Linked DNA regions of Mustela erminea: region 1 is linked to region 2. The links are chromatin contacts, called in public Hi-C maps. All regions are on one chromosome and are shown on one strand. Each heading gives the region's core, a stretch centred on a gene start, on an enhancer-like site or on the middle of the called end of the contact. The rest is flanking DNA. Distances are from core to core; before and after follow the strand shown. Region 1 holds the start of EPB41 (protein 4.1). Region 2 holds the start of SRSF4 (serine/arginine-rich splicing factor 4).

Region 1 (5,153 bases), core at 2,317-4,816, 260 kb after region 2:
TCATTACCAACTTCAGCCACAAATCCATTGGCCAAGGAATGTCTGCACTCAACTACTAAAACCCCCATTTTATAGATGGAAAAACTGAGGTCCAAAGGTGAGCCATACATCCAAGGTCCCCTTTCCGTACCCAGATCATTTCCTTGGGCAGTCGGGGGGGCTGACTGAGGAAACCCCAAGTAAGGCCCTGACCTGCTCTTCCTCCCCCACATACACCAAGCCTGTGGGCGCCTGCATAGTCTGTCCCCCAGCTCCCCAGAATAAATATCCCAGAGTTCCGAGCTCACCCAGTAAGGGCCAGCAGGTTCCAGAGGTAAAGTGGGGGGTATCATGGGAGCCGTAGGACCTACCAGGTGGTTACTTCCCCTTTCAGCTGAGTCTGGGCTTTGGGGTCAGACAGAGCTTGGTTCAAATCCCAGCCCAGCCACTTCCCAGCTGTGTCACTCTGGTCAAGTAGATTCACTTCCCTAAATTCCTGAGAAACAGGAATAATACCTAGTCCGTCATGGGATTATAAGGATATCAGTTAATGCTGCATATTAAAGGCTTAGCATAGAGCCCAGTGCATAGTAAATGTGGCTCTAATTATGATTAGAGAACACGGGCCAAGAACAGGACACGAGGGCCCATCACACTCCACCTTGCCCTTGCCCCATTCTTCCCCCTTCCCTTCATGGCAGGTAAACCAGGTCCTGGAGGCTCTAATAATGGGTGCTGAAGGACCCTTTGAGACTCTAGGCTCATCTGACCTTCTCATTTCACAGAAAGAGAAACTGAGGCCCAGGGAGAAAAGTGATGGGCCCACAGACTATGAGGGAGTAGAACACTGCCCCCTTTACTAAATAAACATCAGAATCCCAGGCCCGAGGAAAACCCTGCGTGCCCCACCCCCACTAGGGGACTATCATAAAGATCCATTCTGCAAGCCTTCAACCAATATCAGGCCTCCATGACCTTTACGGGGAGCCCTTTGTGGGTACCCCTGTTGAGCTCTGCGGCTAGCAGACCTATACATGGTGCTCAGGAAGGGCTTAGCGACAAACCCATGCAGTTCCTCTTCGGCTCCACAGAATAGCTCTGCTCAGGCTCCCCTCAACCCCACCCCAGGTGCTCCTTGCATCTCCCTTCCTCACTGCTTCCCTGGCCTCTGTCTCACCCCGAAGTCTGGGTCCCATCAGCTGGGCACAGCCGCAGCCAGCAGAGCTGTGGGCCTCCGGAGGCCTGTACAGCGTCAGCATCTTCCCAGCCAGGCTGGGATAGTCCTGCCCAGCACAGCCAGCCAGGCTCCTGGCCAGGGTCCACTCTGCAGAGTGGGTGCTGGCCCTGCCCTTCCAGGGGCCCCACCCCCACCGGTCTAGCGGGTGCAGCGGCCTGGGCTTCCTGGGAGCTTCTACAGGCACCCGCAGCCTATACGAGGGAGGCCAGCCTGGTCTAGGCTGTTCAGGGATGGGCTGATTGGGAGAAAGACGGGTGTGCCACCGCTTCTCCTCACTGACTATCGCCACCCCCATGCAGGTGCTGCCCCTTACATTGCTGGGTCCTGGCAGGCTCTGCCTGGCTCCTAATACACAGAGGAAACCTCAGGGCATTCTCACCCCGTTCTCTTCTTAAAACACTCCCACTGGCCTGCTTCCAGGCCAGCTATCATTCTGGTCACTGCACACTTATTACCTCATCTGATTCTGCTAATGCCTGTGAGGTCTGGATTATGGACTGAGGAAGAGCTGGGGACTCGGAGAGGGGAAGTGACTCATGCAAGGTCACACAGCAAAGTGCCAGGACCAAGATTTAAACCCAGTTCTGCAGCAGACAAAGCCTGCAGGGCACCCAAAGTTTGTTTTCCTTCCCCCTCTCTGTTCCCTAAAGCTTCTGGATCCCCTTCTTCCCAAACCTTCCACCTTTCTCTGCCAAGTCTCTCCTTCCACAGTCCCAGTCAGAATTAATCTTTCCCACCTCGTGGCTGCTGTTAACTGCTTGTTCACCCACTCCCAACAGCAGCAGGGCACAGGAGTTATCTCTGAGGTGTCTGTCTCACTGGCACTCAGAGGGGCCTTGAAGGCAGAGGGTGACCCCAGTACATGCTCCTCAGACCTGACAGTCTGTCACCTCTATCTCCACCCTCCCTCTACCCCCACACAAATGTCCTCTGACCTCCTCCTGTTGATCCCCTCCCCATCCCCAGCCTCCTGCCCAGGCCTGTAACTGGGGTGAAGGTAGGGAGCCTGCTGAAACCTCAGGGGCTGGGTGCCAATGCTCTGGCCCCTCCCACTCCCCTCCAGTCGCTGAGGATCTGACCCAGACCTGACACCAGGCAACTCTCACAGGGACTCCCAGCTGCCCTAAGCACCAGGCCTGGCCAGGCATTCCCCAAGCCTCCTCCTTCTGGAGAAAAGGGTTCCAGAAGCAGAGAAGGGGTTGCCTTCAGCCCTAGTCCATGAACTTGAGGGGTCACATTGAGCCACTCCCACCCCAGGGAAGCTGTGGGCCTTGAAATAACACCCCCTCCTGACCAACCCTCAGGAATAGTCCTACCTTCTCCCCTTCTAGGGCAAGCTTAGGCTGGGGTCTGTTTGGATAAGTCCCCACCTCCAATTTGCTAAAGGGGAGAACTCGGGTTCTACCAAAAAGAGGTGAGGTCCTCCGGAAAGTGTAGGTTAGGACGAGAAAACTCCCGAGGTAAGACTGAGGATGAGAGAAACAGGACCGCGGAGAGAGGAGATATGAGGGACACGGGGAATCGGGGAATGAGAGCAAGCAGGAATCTGAGACCGATAGACTGGGGAGACCAGAGACCGAGGAAAGTCCCCCGAGACCAAGCCTGGAAGGGAGCGTGCGGGGCTGGGCCGGCGACAGGAGGGCCATACTAGCTGGCACAGCTGGCACCCCAGCTCACGGGTCCCTCAGTTCCGAAACTCAAAGTCAGTTACGTAAGGGCCGGGAGCGGGGTTCCAGGCCCGGGGGGCCCCCCTCCCGCAGCGCGCCGCCCGCCCTCCCGCTCCGGCGAGCGCTGCGGCGGGCCGGGCAGGAGCCTACGGGCCGGACAGGGCGGGGCTGGTGGGGGGGGCACCTGGGGCCGCAGCACTCTGCAGAGACCCGCCCGCGGAGACCGAACCCAGGACCCCCGCCCCAGACAGGCCGGGACCGCCAGGGACCGCCAGCCGCAAGCGTCCAGCCGCGGACCCGAGTTCCCGAACCCCTCTCCTCTCGCCGCACCCTGAACTTCCAGACGTCCAGGCCCCTGTGGACCCCAGTTCGGACCTTGGAAACTGGGACCCTTAAAGCCCCCCTCCCCTGACCCTTAGACCCTGGTCTCGCCCCTACCGGGACCGCACAGGCCCTTGGGAGTAGGTCCATCTGTCCCTCACTCCGTTGCTCCCGGGGACCCGGGATCGCCCCCAGTCAGTCCAGACTCACCTGGGCCAGACGGGGCGGGGACCTGGCCGGGCCGGGCCGGGCCGCGTTCTCGCTCTGCGCCGCTCTCGCCCTTTAAGAGGTTCCTGCCACTTTGCCCCGCCGGGGGCCTCCACCTGCACTGACAGGGCAACTCTGGAGTGAGGCCCCGCCCCCGTCCCGGGAGGCCTCCTGATTGGCACAGGCAACTGCCAATCGGCGGGGCGGGGAAGAGGACGGTGCCAAGAAGTGCGAGCGTCGCAACCGGGAAAGGGCTGGGGCTGCAGGTGCGGTCTCCGAGCTCTGAGAGGCCCGGTGTTGACCCGAGGGTCAGGGGAGGATTGGGTAGGGAGCTCGTGGATTGGGTGGTGTGGTGTCTGACGTCATACGGTAAAAGTATGATGCAACTTGCCACGTGGTGCTGCCCCTAACCTAAGGGCTGGAAGGGTGGTAGGAAAGGAGTTGGTTCGAGTGACCCATGGTGAGACTCACCTGCATCACCTGCCCCTCCCCATTTAGTCCTGTGTGACCATGAGCAAGTCACTTCAACGAATCTGAGTTTCCTCAACTATAAATCTTAAAACACTTTCCTGAGAATTAGTGATATATGTTAAGTCCCAGGCACAGGTTTGGTACACAATAGGTGCCGTTCAGTAAGTATGGTTCTTGTTCCTCCCATCCCCATCTTGCCACTCTTGTCAGAAACTGTCTCCCATCTATGGTCCATCCCACCAGCACTGGAAGGGGCTTACCTCGTCACTGGTCCAAGCCCCCTCCCCTTGCTACCTAATTTTGGGGCAAATAGGGGGGAACTGAGGCCCAGTAAAGGCAAGTGACTTCCTGGGAGTTCAGTGGTCTTCCTTATTAGATGGGTCCTGGAGTCAAACTGCCTGGGTCTCAATCCCCAGCGTTGCCCTTGATTTGAACAAGCTACTAACCCTCTCCAAGCCAGGTCCTCTGATGTAAAATGGAGTCAATAAAAGTACTTTACTCGTGGCACCTGGGTGGCTCAGTTGGTTCAGCGTTTGACTCTCGGTTGCTCTCAGGGTCATGGGTTTGAGGCCTGCATGAAGCCCCTGCGTGGGGCTCCCGGCTCTAGGTGAGTCTGCTTGAAATTCTCTCCCTTGTCCCTTGTCTCTCTCTCAAATAAATAAACATCTTAAAAAAAAAAAAGTATTCTCCTCAAGGATTGTTGTGAGAATTAAATGAAATGATCCATGTAAAGTATTAAGAACAGTGTCAGTCTCAAAAGCCTCCAAAAAGTGTTAGGACTTATGATTATTGATGTTAATATTATATCAAGGTCATAAATTAATGTATTGCCCCCACCAAATTCACTGCAACTTCCAAGTCAGGTCTTGTTTTAGGCTTCAGGACCCGGGTACCTTCCCTCAAGAAGCTCACAGTCTAGCAGAGGGTATGACTGAGCCCCTAGATCTAGGGGATGCTTCCTGATACGGGGTACGGGGGGGGGTGTGCTTCACAGCACCAGAGAAGCTTTAGTTCCTTTAACCAGAAATCTAGACACTTGACACCCCTCGGTCTCTAACCGTGTAGACTACATGGGGAAAGCGGTCACACACATGCAGTCTCCCAAGCCTACTGACACACCTTTCACCTGCTTCCAGTTTCACCTGCCCACCAGGTAATAACGGCCAGGGGCTAAGTGCTCAGGCTTTGGAGGCAGTTGAGTCTGGGCTCTGCGACACTTTGTGCCTTTGGGCAAGTCACTTCCCCTCGAGGGTAAAATGGGAGTAATAATG
Region 2 (4,685 bases), core at 1,242-3,741:
TGGGGCTTTCATTCCCATCTGTATAACAGATGTAGTCTGATCACAGACTACATGACACAGACACAGACTACATGAGAACCAAGGTTAAAACCAGTTCTTAAGAATATCATGATCCTCATACTACTAAATTCCAAATGGATCAAAGATTGCAATATAAAAAAAGTAAGTCCTAAAAATAACAATAAGCCATGGGACGTGTTTTTCTTTTTAAATCTCAAAGTGAGAAAAACTACAACACAAAATCCAGAATCAAAGAAAAATAAAGGGTGGATAAATTTGACCCCATAAATATCTTACGTTTTTGCATAGCAGAAAACATTCTGGGAAAAGTCAAAAGTCAACAAACTGGGAAAAAATACTACTCATCTAACAACTGATTTCGCTAATATATAGGGAGTTCCTATGAATCAGTAAAAAAAATGGGCAAAGGGGGAGTCTGGGTGGCTCAGTCAGTTAAATATCTGACTCTTGGTTCCAGCTCAGGTCGTGATCTCAGGTAGTGAGATTGAGCTGAGCCCTACATTGGGCTCCTAACTCTGAGAGGAGTCTGCTTGAGATTCTCTGCCTCTGCTCCCACTACCCCCACCCCCATTCGATTTTGCATTCTCTCTCTCTCAAATAAATCTATATAAGGGGGAGGATGGCTCCTGGGTCACTCAGTAAGTTGAGTGGCTGACTGTGGATTTCGGCTCAGGGTCCTGAGATCAATCCCAGGCTCAGCGGAGAGTCTGCTTGAGAATTCTCTCTCCCTCTCCATGCCTGCCTTATGCGTGCTCTCTATAAATAAATATTTTTAAAAATTAACAGCAACAACAACAAAAAACAAGCAAAGGATCTAAGCAGACACAGAAAGTATAAGCATCTCTTAAACAAATGAATTGAGTCTCACTCCACTCAAGATAAATACAAACTAAACTACCCCAAGATAGCATTTTTCAGCTATTAGATTGACTAAGATCATAAAATTTGATAACACCATGTTGTTGATGAGATAGAGAAACAGGTACTTATGGAGGAGAATTGAGCAATATCTGTCCAAACTATACTTGCCCACACCCTTTACCCCAACTATCTTCTAGGAATAGATACTACATATATGTATATACAAAGTTACTCATTGCAGCAGTTAAAACAAATGGTTTGAACCTACCTCAGTATCCTTCAGTAGGGCACTGAGTAAATAAATTACTGTGTATAACGCCATTTCATAAGCCATAAAATAATCCTGAGGAAGCTTCTTTTGTACTCACGGAATGACTTTCAAAATAATAGTAAGCACGAAACTGTACATATAGCACACCCCTATTGCTTTGTGTAAAATACCTCCCAAAGGGCATTTAAGAAACTGATTACGTTGTTTGCCTCTGGGAAGGGAAACGAGATGGCCAGAGGACGGAGATGGGAAGACTTTCCACTGTATCATTTGAAACAGTTAATGAATTATCCTTTCAAAATGTAATTTTAAGGGGCACCTGAGTGGCTCAGTCGGTTAAGACTCTGCCTTCTGCTTAGGTCATGATCTCAGGGCCACGGACAGAGCCCTGCCTTGGGCTCCCTGCTCAGCGGGAAGACTGTTTCCTCCCTCTACTCCTAAACCCGCCTGTGCTTCCTCTTTCTCTCAGATATTTTTTAAATGAAGTAAATTTTATATATATATACCAATATTTGAGTTCCTATCTCGGTCCAGATACTGTTCCAGGCAGTATATTCTTCCATATATACTACCCCAGTTAGTTATCCATTTAGTCCATTGAAATGGATAAATCATTCTAATTTTACAATAGAAAATAAACTGGCCAAGTAATTATCAAGCCCAATCTAGCTTCAAAACTCCAGCCTTCCCCACCTTCCACACTGCTTCTATTGAAACAACCTGTCCTATTTTTAAAATAATATTGGTATTTATTGGACACTTGCAATGTGCTGGGAACAGTACTAAGTGCTTGACGTTATCTAGTCTCATATATAATTCTCCATTTGGCTCTGGAAGGTTGGAATTTCTATCCCTCTTATACAGAGAAGACAATTGGGGCTTAGAGAGCTGGCGCGTAACGGGTCCAAGGTCACGGATACAAAGACGGTTGGAAGCCAGACTTAACTCCAAAGCTGCTCAGAAGTCGAAACCACTCCCGGTTCAAAGGACAAAAGCAGAAACGCTCGCTGGGCCGGGACAGTTGCAGGCACTTCCGGGGGGAGGAGCGAAGCCACCCGGCAGCGAATGCGACGCAGGCCCAAACACAGCGAACTCGCGAGAGGACGTGCGGAGAGGGGGAGGAGGGGAGGACTGCCCCGCGCCGCAAGCACCGCCTGTCGGTCACCTGGCCCCGCCCCCACGCCGGCGCGCCCCTGGGCAAACCCCGCCCCCACTCCTGGCCGGGCGGGAAGCGAACGCGCGCTCCCTCCCGTTACCCTCCGCCTGCGGGGAGGGCGGGGAAGGCGGGAGGCGCGCGCTCGCGTGCTGCGTGCTCGCGTACGTCGCTGGGGCTCGCCTGCGTCCGTCCCGCCGCTCGCCCGTTGCCGCCGCCGCCGTCGCCGCGCTCTCGCTTCGCCGGCCCTGCGCCTAAGGGGGCTGGGGCCGGGCCAAGCTGCCGCCGCTGTTGCCGGGATGCCGCGGGTGTACATCGGCCGCCTGAGTTACCAGGCCCGAGAGCGCGAGTGGAGCGCTTCTTTAATGGCTACGGGAAGATCCTGGAGGTGATCTGAAGAACGGGTGAGGAGGGCAGAAGAGGGGTCGGCCGGGTGGGGACAGGGCCCCAGCGGTGGTGGGGAGGCCGCGGGAACGGGAGAGGGACGCCTGCCCGGCGCGGAGCTGCTACTGGCCTGCTCAGGCTCCGCCATAGTCGCGGCGCCTCGGGGGCGCGGGTAGGCCCTGGTTCCCACTGCGCCTGCGCGGGTGGGGTGGTGGAGGATAATGGGAGCGATGGTGAGGATCTGAGTGGGACGGGGAGAAGGAAAACCCGAGTGGGATTGGGGCTCCGGGCGGGAGGGTACGGCTCCTGGGCGCCGGGGAGGCCTGGGTTTTTCCTTCCCGGGCCCCGGCAGTGGGGTCTGGTTCGTCTCCGGATAGAAACCGACCTTTCCCGCTCTTAGGGCTGCTGGAAATAAACAGGATTTCCTGCTCGCTTTTCACCTCTTGGCCGGTCTAATGGATCAGACAGTCACCACGCATCTTTCGCGAGGCCAGGAGCTCCGGAGGGAGGCACTTTTTTGACGTGCATGTGTCACACTTTTTTGGGCGGGAGACTCGGGTTTGAGTGAATAGTCTAGTGGCAGTTTCGAAAGTATCGTCTTGCCGCGCTGAAAGCCTTGACCGTTCTCCCCTACAAGGGTAATTTAAAGTCTTGATTCGTTATCTTTCAAACTCCGTACAGAGTTTCCATACTGTGGTTTCCGTTCTACGACTTGCCAAAAAATTGCTTTGTCGTTGTAGAATTTGTTAGAAGGTCGTGGCCTCCCTGGCTAGTATCTGCGGCAGCTAGTTAAGGAGATGGAGATTCACAGCTCGAAATTGCTTATTTACTGCCTCCCCGGGTTTGGTCTGTTACTTGTATTCCTGATCTACTTTGGCAAAGCAGGGCCACCCGGGGCTACACGTTTCAGGGGAAAGAGATGAGTCCGGCATGGAGAAGATTCCCAACGGGGAAAGCTATGAGAGCCAGGAAACGTTAGATAGGACTTCAAACACATAGGTCTAAAAATTAAAAGGAGTGGGGGGGGGGGGCATTTTAGGGCACTAAACCTTGAGTGTTAGAGGAACTCTTGGCTTATTTGGAAAAAAAAAAAAAATGAAAGACATTTGCAACAGGTCTGATAATGGTTACAGGTTACTCTCCATTGTAATACTAGCAACTAACACTTGAGAAGTTAAGAAAAATACCTCAGTTGCACATTTGAGACAAATTGGTAGCTTCTATATACTCACATTGTTGGTTGGCTTTAAAAAGTCATTTCAAAGAGATTGTTAGGAAGACTCACCTTCTTACTAAGGAAAATGTCTTCGATAAAAGTGTTTATTATTGGTCACGTGGCTGGCTCAGTCGGTGGAGCATGAAACTCTTGTTATCCAGGTTGTAAGTTCAAGCCCCATGTTGGGTGTAGAGATTTAAAAAAAAAAAAGACCTTTTTTTTAAGTGTTTACTATGAATACGGAATACTGATTTAGAGTAAAAGGTTTAGGAAATTACTCACTTGGTACAGGAGAGCTTTTGGTTCTTAAGAAATTTACTAGATAAAGTGGGGTTTTGTTGCTTGATACATGTATGAAAGATGCAGTGGAAACTCCCCGTTTTCTTCAGAGGCCAACTAAGTTGACCGTAAATTTTGTCGTCAGTTTTCTTATCTACAAGGGAAAGGAGCATTAGAGATAATTGTAAAGCATTTGGCTCATAGCTGTAAATGGTAGCTGTAATCAAATGGGTTTTGACTGTGATCATTAGGAGACAGTTTCGGTATTTGGTAACATGAAGGATATTTGGTGAGGTCTGTTTTCTAAAGTTACTCAAGTGATAGCAGGAAATAATGTTGATGTTAATGGTAAAAAGGTTAATGGGACAAACATGTTAATAACCCACCAATGAGATACTTGCTACTGTGCTAAATGGATTGGAAAGAAAGAAAAACAGTTTCTGCTCTTGAGTAAATTAAGTGTTGACAGTTAGAACATGTCCACTCTGAGTTAAGAAATG

Evidence for each region. A called contact is a pair of places that touch in the nucleus more often than the background predicts.
Region 1: a Hi-C map of spleen shows a contact between it and region 2, with 4 times the contacts expected there. The contact joins the promoter of EPB41 here to the promoter of SRSF4 in region 2. A contact is called at or near these places in 3 of 3 Hi-C or Micro-C datasets (fibroblasts, skeletal muscle and spleen).

Annotation. Positions count from the first base shown.
Region 1 is chr10:88,432,322-88,437,474 of mMusErm1.Pri, forward strand. EPB41 (protein 4.1) reads right to left here and starts at 3,567. Exons shown (of 22, transcript XM_032360856.1): 1 at 3,415-3,567.
Region 2 is chr10:88,171,628-88,176,312 of mMusErm1.Pri, forward strand. SRSF4 (serine/arginine-rich splicing factor 4) reads left to right here and starts at 2,492. Exons shown (of 8, transcript XM_032360865.1): 1 at 2,492-2,651; 2 at 2,654-2,692; 3 at 2,695-2,710. The coding sequence starts at 2,606.